Regions from separate parts of the Mus musculus genome. Here regions 1 and 3 are each linked to region 2. The links are chromatin contacts, called in public HiChIP or PLAC-seq maps. All regions are on one chromosome and are shown on one strand. The core of a region is the stretch at or near the end of the contact, and the rest is flanking DNA. Distances in the headings are between cores, read along the strand shown.

Region 1 (3,639 bases), core at 1,140-3,639, 520 kb before region 2:
AATTATTGAGAACAGGCTCTTTCTCTACCTCTCGTTTCCATGGGGCTCTTCCATGCACTTGTAATATATTTAGATTGCTCTGTGACATCCCATCTCCATCTCCCCAGATTATTATTTTATTTTTTTAATTTGAGTACATTAAGCACACTCTGTGCTGAAAAGTTCTGTGACTTTTGATAAACTCATAGCATTGTCTCTACCTCAACATCACTTGGAACATTTATGCCCTTCTCCCACTGCTTCACCCAGCCAACCCTTCCCCCAGACAGCTGCGACCTCTTGTCCCTTGCTATAGCTTTGTTCTTTCCAGAGTGTCATGGAGTCTCCATCTTTTCATAGTTTCTATCATTAGCAACACACAGCCAAAACTCATCCAGCCAGGCACGATGGCGCATGCCCATAATCCCAGCACTCTGGCGGCTCAAGTGGCCAAGTGAGTTTGGGGCTAAACCTGGCTACATACAGAGACCTTGTTTCAAAAACAGGCTGGGGCATCAGGAACAGATGAGGTAGTTTCAAGTGCCACCACGCTTGACAACCTGAGTTCAGTTCCTGAGACCCACAGGGTAGGAGAAAATCAGCTATCACAAACTGTCCTCTGACCGCACACAAAACACCGTGTACACAACCACACAAATACACTAAAGAAATAAACCAACAAGCACGATTTTAAGGTAGAGCTGGCAAGAAGGCTTACATAGTAACAGTGCTTGCTACCAAGTTTGATGACGTAAGTCCCAGCAACCATATGGTGGAAGGAGAGAAGGGACTTCTACAGTGTGTCCTTTGACTTCCACACAGGTGCCCACACACATGAACTCATATGGATGCCGCATATTTGTAGTTGTACAGGTAAATATACAAATGTAAAACCTCTTTTGGATTAAAGATTTTTAAATAAGTGTTTTTTTTTCAAAGATTCATTTTTTTAAAAATGCCTTGGTACCTCAAGCCTTTTCACCACTAAATAATATTCCATTACAGGACTGAACCACCGTGTGTGCATGAATTAATCGGCTGAATGACACTCGGCTTTTCCAGTTTTGCTGGCTGTAAATAATGCTGCCCTGGGTGTTTGTGGGAAGATTTTATTGTGGGGAACAGCCAAGAACTGTTGGCAAGGCCACAGTGAGCTCTGTGAGTCCTCCAAAGGGCATCTATGGTCAGTCTCTGGGTTCCTGTTGCCTGGATCCTCTCCAGCACAGGAAATTGCCCTTGTATTTATTTGATTGTTTAACCCGTCCATTCTGCTAAGTATGCATATTCCTACAGTCATGGCTGTGTTCTGACTTCAGTCCTCTAGTGACAGAGGATGGCTCCAATTCACATCTTTCCGTATGCTTTGTTGGGATTGCCTTCATAGAGGAGACATCTGTGTTAAATCACGAGTCCAGTGAGGTAGCTCAGCAGGTGAAGGCGTCAACCGCCAAACCCAATGACCAGAGTTCAATCCCTGGGTGGGACCCACAGTGGAAGGAGAGGACAATCTCCAGCAAGTTGTCCTCTGGAGAAATAAAAAAGAATTCATGAAAAATGTAAATGTGAAAAAACGTAAAGACTTGTTATTTTAGATACTAGCCTTTTATTAGATAAATATTTTTTTAAAAAAATATTTTCCCCGCAGCAGTCCCTCTTACAGAGCAGAAGTTATTAATTTTAATAAAATCCAACTTATCAGTTTTTTATTTCACGGATCATGTTTTTTGGGTGTTATATCTAAAAACTCATCACCAAGCCAAGGTCACAGATTCCCCTCTCATAAGTTTGGTTTTGATAGATAAATGCCTGTGTGTTATGGTTTAGTTGTCCCACCCCTCCCCCACCCCCACCCCCAAAAAAGATAAGTCCTACTTCCTATGAATGTGAATTTACCTTTAAACAGGGTCCTTCTGGGCAGGGCTGATCAAGTTAAGATCAGCTCACAGGTGTAGGTCCTCAGCCAATGTGGTGTCCCTGGAAAGAGGACCGGGCATGCGAACATGGGGTATCGATCAGAGAGCATGGGGCAGCATCCGCAAGCCAAGGCCACCAAGAACTGAAGCCTTAGCCGGCGGCGCATCCTCCCTGACTCCTACCCTGAGGGGATGCTCCAGAAGAGTCATCCCTCTGTAGCCAGGTTCCTGTCCAACAGCAACCTAAGGAAAGGGTTCGCTTTGGTTCGAAGTTTAAGGGGACCGTGAATCAAGGGGAGCAAGGTGGGAGGCGGAACTACAGATGAGTGGAGCCGCACTGCATCCCCAGGCAGGAAGCAGAGCGTGGGGGATGCTGGTCCTCAGTCGACTTCCTGTCTTTTACTCAGCACGGGACCGCAGTCCGTGGGATTTGTGATGGTGGTGCCCACATTTAAGTGACCTTTCTCTTATCATCAAACCTTTCCTGAAATGCCTTCATACACATGCCCAGAGGTGTTTCCATGGTGATTCCAGGTCCCATCCCACCTACCGGTGTTTGGGACTTCCAGTCGCTAGGAGTAAATGTCTGTTGTGTTGTTGTGTTAAGATTCCTGATGAGAGCACCTTGTGGGGTTTGAACACACAGGACCAGTTGACCTCCATCCTAGCATTAATATTCCTGACTCTGCAGGGAGCTCCTTTGTCCTGTGTGTGGTGGTTAACTTCAGTTATCAATGTGACTGGATTGAAAGATGCCTATTTATTATATTGATAAAGCATACTTCTGGGAGTGTCTGTAACGGTGTTTGCAGAGATCAGCGTGTGAGTCAGGGAACTGTGGAGGAAGTGATCTGCCCTGAACCTGAATGGCAGGCAATAGGCTGAGGGCTTGGATGAAACAACAAAAAGTAGAAGGGTCTGGAGAGATGACTCAGCAAAGATGAGATGACTCAGCAATTAGGAGCACTTACTGCTCTTACAGAGGAGTTAAGAGTTTAGTTCCCAGTACCCAGGTCAGTCAGCTCACAACTGCCTATAACTCCAGTTCTGGGGGATCCAACATCCTCTTCTGGATTCCATGGATACCTGAGTGTTTCTGCTCTCTCTCTCTCTCTCTCTCTCTCTCTCTCTCTCTCTCTCTCTCTCCCTCTCTCTCTCTCTCTCTCTCTCTCTCAGACAGACAGACACGGGCAGGCACATATAATTTTAAATTTTTTAAATAATTCTAATAATAAAAAAGAAAGATGAGCAAAACTAGCTTCCAGGCCCATGATCCCCTTCTAGACATTGCTGTTGCTGTCATCGTGGTGGATAGACTCCAGGTTCATCAGCCTTTGAACAAGATTAGCTTCATGGGTGGTTCACTGGAAAGCTTTCTGGCGGTCAGCTTCACACCGAGTCTACATCCTTGGCCTCTCTCACTCATAACCTCTTTCATTGGCAGCTAGCAGGTCTCCTGGCTCAGCTGGTACTGGACTTTGTGAGACTGCAGCCCAGCTGTGTGTTTGCTATGTTTGAGACAATGTAGCACTGTAGCTCTCATATTCCTTGCCATTGGTTTTCTTTCTCTGAAGAACACTAAGTAACAATAGTCTGTCCCTGGAAGGGTCCACCATTCTGGTTTCTATGGTCATGGCTTAGCCTGTTCTAGAATAGTTTACAAGCATGGTCATGGAGCCCATGCTATATTTTTAACAAGCTCCTTTACCCACATGGCATTTCTATACTTATCCACATTGCCAGACAG
Region 2 (3,643 bases), core at 1,054-3,553:
TTGGTCATTAGCCCAGGCATCTCTCACTGTTCTGGCGGCTTGAGGGCTTCTCAGTCTGCGTTGAAAATGCAAGTTTAATTGGATCTGTCAAATTATATTATAGTACAACCTTTTTCTAGAACTGGCGTGTAAAAACCATACACTGCTCCTTGGTGGTGGCTCACTGGGACAAAAATAGGTGATAATGTCATGTCACTTTCTCAATTCAATGCAATTTCTACTTTTTTTTTTTTTAAACAGGTAATGTTTTCATAAAACTTTTTTCCACCAAAATCTGGGGTGTTTATTGTAGTATCCCCGTGTCCCTCGAGGTGCCAAGTCAGGGGCTTGCCCGCCCTTGCCGCGGGTGTTCTCAGGCTTCCCAAGGGCTGTGTGAGTCAACAGCCTGCATCTTTGGTTGTGCTTTGGAGAAAATGTCACTGAGGTTGGAGTCCCAGGTAGCTAGTCCCTTTTCCTGGGAATTCCCTGTTGCAGTTTGGGGAAGGTGGCTGGAAAACGGGCTTTTCTGGTTGCCTGGCTCAGATCTAGCCAGAAAAGGCCACAAACTCTTTTCTAACACAAACTAATCATTGGCCAGTGGTCTTGGTGACAAGTTTTTAAGTCCCAAATAGTTTTATTTGAATTATGTAAAAGTACCAAGTTTATTTTAAATGTAAAACATGGGAACAACGGACTTCCACTGAGCGATATGAAAACGTTACAGGTTCAGTACTTCCAAAGGAAGAAACCTCCAACCCCTAAAAAGAATAAATACGAATTTGTATTTTTGAAGAATGTGAAATAATAGTGTTTGCTTAATTGCTCATTTTGTATAAACTTAATATTGTACTTTAAAATATCTGCTATGAAGTGAAAATTTAACTTTTTGGAATTGAAAAAGCAATATTAAATACTAATGAAATCTTAATTAAATGCTTATTTAAATCTGGTAGTACATGTGGCATTACTTCCCATCCCTGTCCCTGGTTGACACTCTCTTCCCACTCCCAGCCATCAAGTCTTGGAGGGACAGAAAAGAAAGGTCAGTCACCAGGGTCTGCAGATTTCCTTTTAATCAAGACTCTGCTCAAGTGTTTTGTGGGGCTGAGAGCCCCCAAAGCATGAAATGAACATGTAATACCACCTGGAACCCCCAAAGCAGGCCAGACCACTCTGGCCAGCACTGCTGGCTTCCTGAATCCGAGTACTCAAGACTGGATGTTTGTTGGCTCCATTTCAAAGCACAGTACTGCCTTCAGCCAGGACGACGTGGGAGTGAACCCAGCTGCTAGTAGAGTTGCCATCCCAGGCTGAGGGCCAAGTACCAGCAACTGCCCGTGAAGACTGGCCCCTTTTAGTGAAGGGAGTTGGTCACAGTCCAGCCACTGGCCCTGGAAAGGGACAGAAGTCAGGGTGCCCGGCTAGGGTATGATCAAGACTCCGAGGCTCCATCGCCAGCATCCTTTGGAAGGCCACCTCTGGCCGATACAGATGGCTGGGGCGGCGCTCCAGACTTGGCTGAACCGTTCTAGTTGGAACAGAAAAGGGGGGAGGGGGGATGAGCCCGGAGGAAAGGCCTTAAGTTAGGCCCCACAAGAATAAGGCCACTTGGCATCTCGACAGTACCATGCTTTTTCAAAACCTCGCTCAGATCAAAGGAAGTTAAGCGGTGGGGATGCTCTTCCACCTGCCTCCTTTGGAGCGGGGTGGGGGTGGGGAGCGCGAGCTAGACCAGTGCAGTGAGTGGGAAGCGCCCACCTCCCCAGGTCCAGCCCGGAGAGGGCACTGGGCACTGACCCCGCCACCAGCCGGTTCTGGGCGCCGGCGGCCCAGCTGCCGCAGCATCTCCTCACAGGCGGCGATGGTGTCCAGAAGCTGCCGCTGCCGCTGCTCCACGGCGTCCAGCAGCTGCTGGGCGCGTTCATCTCGGGGCGGCTGCGGGGGTGGCCTCCCGCCGAGCCCCAACCCCGCCTTCCCACGGTCCACGCCGGCAGCCTCCCTGCCCGGGAGAGAGACGGCGTCAGGGCCCGGCGCTAGGCGGCGCGAGGTCGCGGCCCCAACCCACCGCCCCGCCGGCCCGCTCTCACCCCCGTGACCAGCCTGCGCCGGGACCCCACTCCATCGCCGCCCGTGCCACCCGCTCACCACCCCTCCGCAGTCCGCCCCCCGCGCCGCGCGAGGAGTCCGCTAAGCCGAGCCCCGCCCCGTCCCCACCGTTCTCCTTCAAGTCGCCTGGGGGTCGCGGTCCCTTTAAGCGGCCGGGAGCGGAGGCGGGGCCGAGCCTCGCGGGCCGGAAGTTGCGTCCGTGCGTCACTTCCTCCCGGAAGCGGCTCGGCACGGATGTCTACGGCGCGTCCGTGCGCGGGGCTGAGGGCCGCCGTGGCGGCCGGCATGGGGTTGAGCGACGGGCCGGCTAGTTCTGGCCGCGGCTGCCGCCTCCTACGCCCTCCTGAGCCCGCTCCGGCGCTGCCGGGGGCCCGGCTGCTGCGGCTTCCGGAGAGCGAGCCCGTGGAAGCCGCGAGCCCCGAGCGCTCCGGCTGGACCGAGGCGCTGCGGGCCGCCGTGGCCGAGCTGCGCGCCGGCGCCGTGGTGGCGGTCCCGACCGACACGCTCTACGGCCTGGCCTGCTCGGCGAGCAGCTCGGCGGCCCTGAGTTGCGTGTACCGCCTCAAAGGCCGCAGCGAGGCCAAGCCGCTGGCCGTGTGCCTGGGCCGCGTGGCCGACGTCTACAGGTGAGGCGGCCCCGCTGGGGGCGGCCCCGCGGGAGGGGTTTCCGGTGACAGCCTCGGGAGACCGCGGCGTCCGCCGAGCGCGGGAGGGGCTTGTCCTTGCTCCCCGAGGAGGAATCCGGAACTGGAGATTGGTCGGGAGCGCTGACGGCTCGCCAAGATCCGCTCTAGACAGTCGGTCGAGAAGCTGAGTTAGGCGAGCATGGCACTCTTCTCCCGGTGCCCTTGTGATGGGCGGAGGGGAGGCCCGTTTCGGGGTAACGCCTTCCAGATGATTAAACGGATTGAGATTGTATCCACGTGCCACGGCGCTGTGGTTTTGTCCCCCAAGACAGGCGGATAGACTTAAAGCCCAGGGTACTCTGTGGAGTCTGTCTTCTGCCAGAACTCCGAGGAAGAGGGAGTAGAGAGTCAGGTAGATCTCGTTCATTATACACGCGAAGGGGACCCCTCTCCAGCATCTGCCTTAAGTCCCCAGGAAAGGTCCATCAGGGTGATTTGGAGAGGATTTGTGCTCCTTTGCCTGCAGGTACTGTCAGGTGAGAGTACCTAGGGAGCTCCTGGAAGACCTGTTCCCAGGCCCTGTGACCCTGGTGATGGAGCGCTCCGAGGAGCTCAACAAAGACCTGAACCCCTTTACTCGTGTGAGTCAAGAGTTTTCCCTTTTCCTGCGATCTAAATCAGACGCTTGCAAGCCCTCGATGTCTTCCTCACGTTCTCTTTTCTTGCTTCCCAGCTTGTTGGCATCCGGATTCCTGACCATGCCTTCATGCTGGACTTGGCCCAGATGTTTGGGGGACCACTTGCACTCACTAGTGCCAACCTCAGCTCCCAGGCCAGTTCTCTGAGTGTTGAGGTGAGAATTGGCCCCAGCAGGTTAAACTGCTGTTTCCTTAAAATCAACAAGGCTAACACTGTAATGGGATTGCCTGGCA
Region 3 (3,662 bases), core at 112-2,611, 910 kb before region 2:
AGATAGAGAGTAACTCTCCTCTCTCAAAGTTGGGTGGAGGATGCTGGAGCCCTGCTGAGCTTATATACCAATGCTGCCTGCCTGCTTCCTGCATACTTCATTAGCTGCTCTACAGGGCCATTGGTGGAAAGAATGCTACCCTGACTTGAGGATTTAACACATTCATCTTCCCACTTGATTTGTTAGATTACCAGTTCTCACTGTTCACGTCTGTCCTAGAGGTAACAGTGTTAGCTGCTGGATTCTTGGCTTTACAGTGATTGATTGCAGTGTGAAGAGTTTCGGAGAGAGGGGAGCTTCACAGTTGGCATTTAAATAGACAGGCTCTTTCTCTCTCTTGTAGGGTTGATAGACTACAACTTCCACTGTTTCCGAAAAGCTATCCATGAGGTGTTTGAGGTGGGTGTGACTTCTCACAGAAGCTGCAGTCATCAGACCAGTGCTCCAAGTCTGAAAGCCTTGGCACATAACGGCACGCCTCGGAATGCCATCTAGTCTGAGTCTCAGCAGCGGAGGCTCAGTGCTGGCTTAGTCCTCCCTCCAGGGTCAGATGCCATGCACTGCAGGACATGAGCGCTGCTGCCTATGGAGTCTGGAGACGATGACGACGGTGGAGTTTCTCTGCTGACGAGAGCCCCTCAGCCGGCTGTGTGCAACTGAAGCTACTCTCTAAGTACATCGCAAAAGAATTGCAGAGACCTCAGAACTCAGTGTGTCTTTTCTTCTCTCTTGAGCCCTACTTTAAATAGCTGGGATATTTTGGACCTGGAGATGATAACCAGTTAGCCATCTTTACCAGTGAATGTTGCTGTCAGTCCCAGCCTAAAACAGTAGGAAACTGAGTTTTATATGCTTCCCTAGGCCTTCACTTGAGTAGTGTCGAAAGACTTGCTTTGCTTACGTTCTAACACTGCCTTTCAGAGTTCAGATCTCACTGTACCTCTAAGACCTTGGAAGTGCATTACCTTGCTGATTCAGAAGACCAAGCGAAGGATGTTTCTGAAGAGAAGAGGAAGTTTTTGTGCGGCATCGGGGAGAGCCAGGCTCAGCAAGGGCAGCATCAGATCTCTGGATGTGTTGGAAAAACTTTGAAACAGAAGTGATTTTCCACAGCTGTGGTTCAGGTAGCAGAGGGCCGTGCTCTCCTCGCCTGATCATGACCATGCACAATGCAACAAAGGGAATTTAAGACAGAAAGACTTCCCCACAGTCCCCCCAGTGAAGGGACAAACTCATTATGTCACTGAAGTACTTAGCTCACTTTTCTTTAATCTCGATGCCATGGCTTTTATTCTATGCTATGTAGGCTCTTTACGAATTGTTTTTGACCACAGATGACCCTAAGGGCTCCTGCGAACCGTCCTCTGGGGATTGGCGGAAGCATGCGGTGGTGCAGCTGCAGCGTGTGCAACTTCACACACTCTGCGGTCGGTTGTCTGACACCAAGTGTCAGCTGTGCTACTTTGCTTTGCCTGAGATATGAATTCATAATTGTTCCCTGTTGTTCATGGCTGATACCCTTCCCACTGATTTAGGCTTTCACATTTTCTTTACTACACATGCCCAGTAGTCACATTCCAAAGCCACTGGGCCCCTTGAGTGCGTCAGTGCAGCTGGTGAGTGAAATGTACTCAGGTCTGTAACCTAGCAGTGAGACTTGGAGCACTTCCTGCAGATGACTGACTGTTGCGAATTTACATGGACCACGGTGATATCCAAAGGAAAAATGCTTTTATATTTATAGATTATTTCATTGAACTATATGTAAAATGGGTATCAATAAATGTATTTACTCCAAAGTCAGTGTTTGTTGTGTGATGTGTAAGAGTGCTTCTTTTCTCACCATTCCTCTGTCCTTTGCTGCTGTGTGCAGTCACCATTCCTTCTGTTCAGCACATCTGCTTTTGTCTTGAGATCATTTTCATGGCCCATTTCTGCTGTGGAGTAGGTGTGGGCTCAGGTGAGAACATGTTTGGATTTGTGGTTTTATGTTAACAGACCTCTCTGGTACTGGGGAGCATCCAGAGCCTGGCATGACTTGTACATTGCATCCAGGCAGAACAGTAAGGAGGCTGAGGTGAAACAGGAGTAGAAAGAGCATGGTGGGCTGGCTCAGCTGGTGAAAGTGCTTGTCACTGAGCCTGGTGACCTGAGTTTAATCCCTGGGATCCACATGGCAGCAAGCAAGAGCAGAGTCCTGCAAATTGTCTTCTGACCTCCACAGATACACTGTAGCTGATGGCTGCCCCTACCCACTAACCATGCAAAAGAGCCCCTAAAATCATGGTACCAAGTTTCCTAGGTACTCATTACTAACCTTTGGATTCAGTGTTTACATTAGGTTGAGTCTAAACTGACTGAAGAACTAGTCATTAACTAGAGGAGGTATTGTTTGAAGGATGTTTCATTTCACAATTGGACTACTTTAGAAGTGAAACTCTGAAATAGAAATGACAAGCTGTTTGAAAAGATCTATTAATTGTATCTAACAGTTCCCTGTAAGTTTTCACACGATGGAACCAGGTCAGGATGGGTAAAGAGCCTTGCTGAGAGCTGCAGATAGGATGGTGTGTACCTTAAACTCCAAGCCAAGGGAGTTCTCGGGCTGAAGAAATAGCTGTAAAGCTGTGCTGTGGGTAAACTGAGGTGTCCAGATGTGTCATAGATGTGATTGATAGCCCAGGAGGGCGTGTAAAGCTGTGCTGTGGGTAAACTGAGGTGTCCAGATGTGTCATAGATGTGATTGATAGCCCAGGAGGGCGTGTAGTCCAGGCTAACACCTGTATTCCTCATTTGCCTCCTGCCTCAGACTCAGGCTTGGTGATGCTGTTTTCATAGCATCATAGATTTGCGTAGCACAGCTGCATACACATGTGGCCTTAGCTACTTGGGGCCAGTGCAGAAGGGCCACTTAAGCCACTTAACCCCCAAGCTGTGAGATAACTTTTTTTTAAAAGGAAAAAAAAAAAAAAAAACCAACCAAATGACAAAAACCTAAGTATAGTGTTAAGCCCCAGAGACAGGAGAATCAGCGGCTTTGAAGCATGGTACTTAAAGCTGGTACACAGTTCTAGGCCAGCCTGAGTGAGAGAGTGGAGACCTTGTCCTAAAACAAAAATACAAAACAAAACAACAACAAAAAAACATATTTCAGAGGAGCTTGATGTGACAAAATTATAACCTGACAAAATAAATGCAGGGATGATTAAGAAAGGCAAAAAGACAGGAGGTGGTGGCACACATCTTTAATCTCAGCAGTTGGGGAGACAGGCAGGTGGGTCTCTTTAGTTCGAGGTCGGCCTGGTCTATAGTGAGTTCCAGGATGGCCAGGGCTACACAGGGAAACCCCGTCTCAACAAAACAACAACAACAACAACAACAAAAAAAAAAAACACAAAAACAGACAAGTGGAAATAGTGAAAAAGAAATGGATGTGGAAAGGAAAGTATAAGTGTACCCCAGTGGGAGTTTATCCACAGTACCTCAGAGCTGGGAAGGTTTGCCAAACACCTCTGCAGTGAGGCTGTTAGTTGGTTCTCATCACTGCCTTTTCTATCTCCACATTCATAGGTGCATACAGATATAAATGCATGGTCATAGACTATAAACATGTTATAGATGTTTTTGCACATAGAGATGACCACAGATTATAAATTATAAAT

The links. HiChIP or PLAC-seq counts read pairs in DNA pulled down with a chosen protein or histone mark.
Region 1: an H3K4me3 HiChIP or PLAC-seq map of embryonic stem cells shows a contact between it and region 2, with 2.5 times the contacts expected there. The contact joins the promoter of 1700021L23Rik here to the promoter of Yrdc in region 2. A contact is called at or near these places in 1 of 39 promoter capture datasets (stem cell-derived epiblast-like cells), 1 of 15 datasets of contacts at CTCF or cohesin (embryonic stem cells), 1 of 484 Hi-C or Micro-C datasets (embryonic stem cells) and 3 of 115 datasets of contacts at active chromatin or transcription factors (all in embryonic stem cells).
Region 3: an H3K4me3 HiChIP or PLAC-seq map of the 230-238 cell line shows a contact between it and region 2, with 6 times the contacts expected there. The contact joins the enhancer-like site here to the promoter of Yrdc in region 2. A contact is called at or near these places in 14 of 39 promoter capture datasets (the 3T3-L1 cell line, the C10 cell line, the HPC-7 cell line and 10 more), 1 of 15 datasets of contacts at CTCF or cohesin (large pre-B cells), 8 of 484 Hi-C or Micro-C datasets (the G1E-ER4 cell line, cardiomyocytes, cerebellum and 4 more), 12 of 115 datasets of contacts at active chromatin or transcription factors (the 230-238 cell line, astrocytes, bone marrow-derived macrophages and 9 more) and 3 of 9 other capture datasets (adipose tissue, embryonic stem cells and liver).

Annotation. Positions count from the first base shown.
Region 1 is chr4:124,330,331-124,333,969 of GRCm38.p6, forward strand. 1700021L23Rik (RIKEN cDNA 1700021L23 gene) reads right to left here and starts at 2,390. Exons shown (of 5, transcript NR_166446.1): 1 at 1,873-2,390.
Region 2 is chr4:124,848,456-124,852,098 of GRCm38.p6, forward strand. It overlaps Yrdc (yrdC domain containing (E.coli)), which reads left to right and starts at 2,304. Exons shown (of 5, transcript NM_153566.2): 1 at 2,304-2,711; 2 at 3,238-3,352; 3 at 3,445-3,564. The coding sequence starts at 2,320. Mtf1 (metal response element binding transcription factor 1) reads left to right here. Exons shown (of 11, transcript NM_008636.4): 11 at 1-1,345. 1110065P20Rik (RIKEN cDNA 1110065P20 gene) reads right to left here and starts at 2,109. Exons shown (of 3, transcript NM_001347196.1): 1 at 2,067-2,109; 2 at 1,777-1,978; 3 at 1,030-1,507. The coding sequence starts at 2,101. The coding sequence ends at 1,412.
Region 3 is chr4:123,935,195-123,938,856 of GRCm38.p6, forward strand. Rragc (Ras-related GTP binding C) reads left to right here. Exons shown (of 7, transcript NM_017475.2): 7 at 344-1,803. The coding sequence ends at 495. Among named protein-coding and RNA genes, the nearest start is that of Rragc, 20 kb to the left of the region's middle. Within about 2 kb of position 1,362, at least 4 of the 459 cell types and tissues checked have an H3K27ac peak or open chromatin away from gene starts, as enhancers often do. A contact at or near this core is called in the 230-238 cell line, where this site is marked.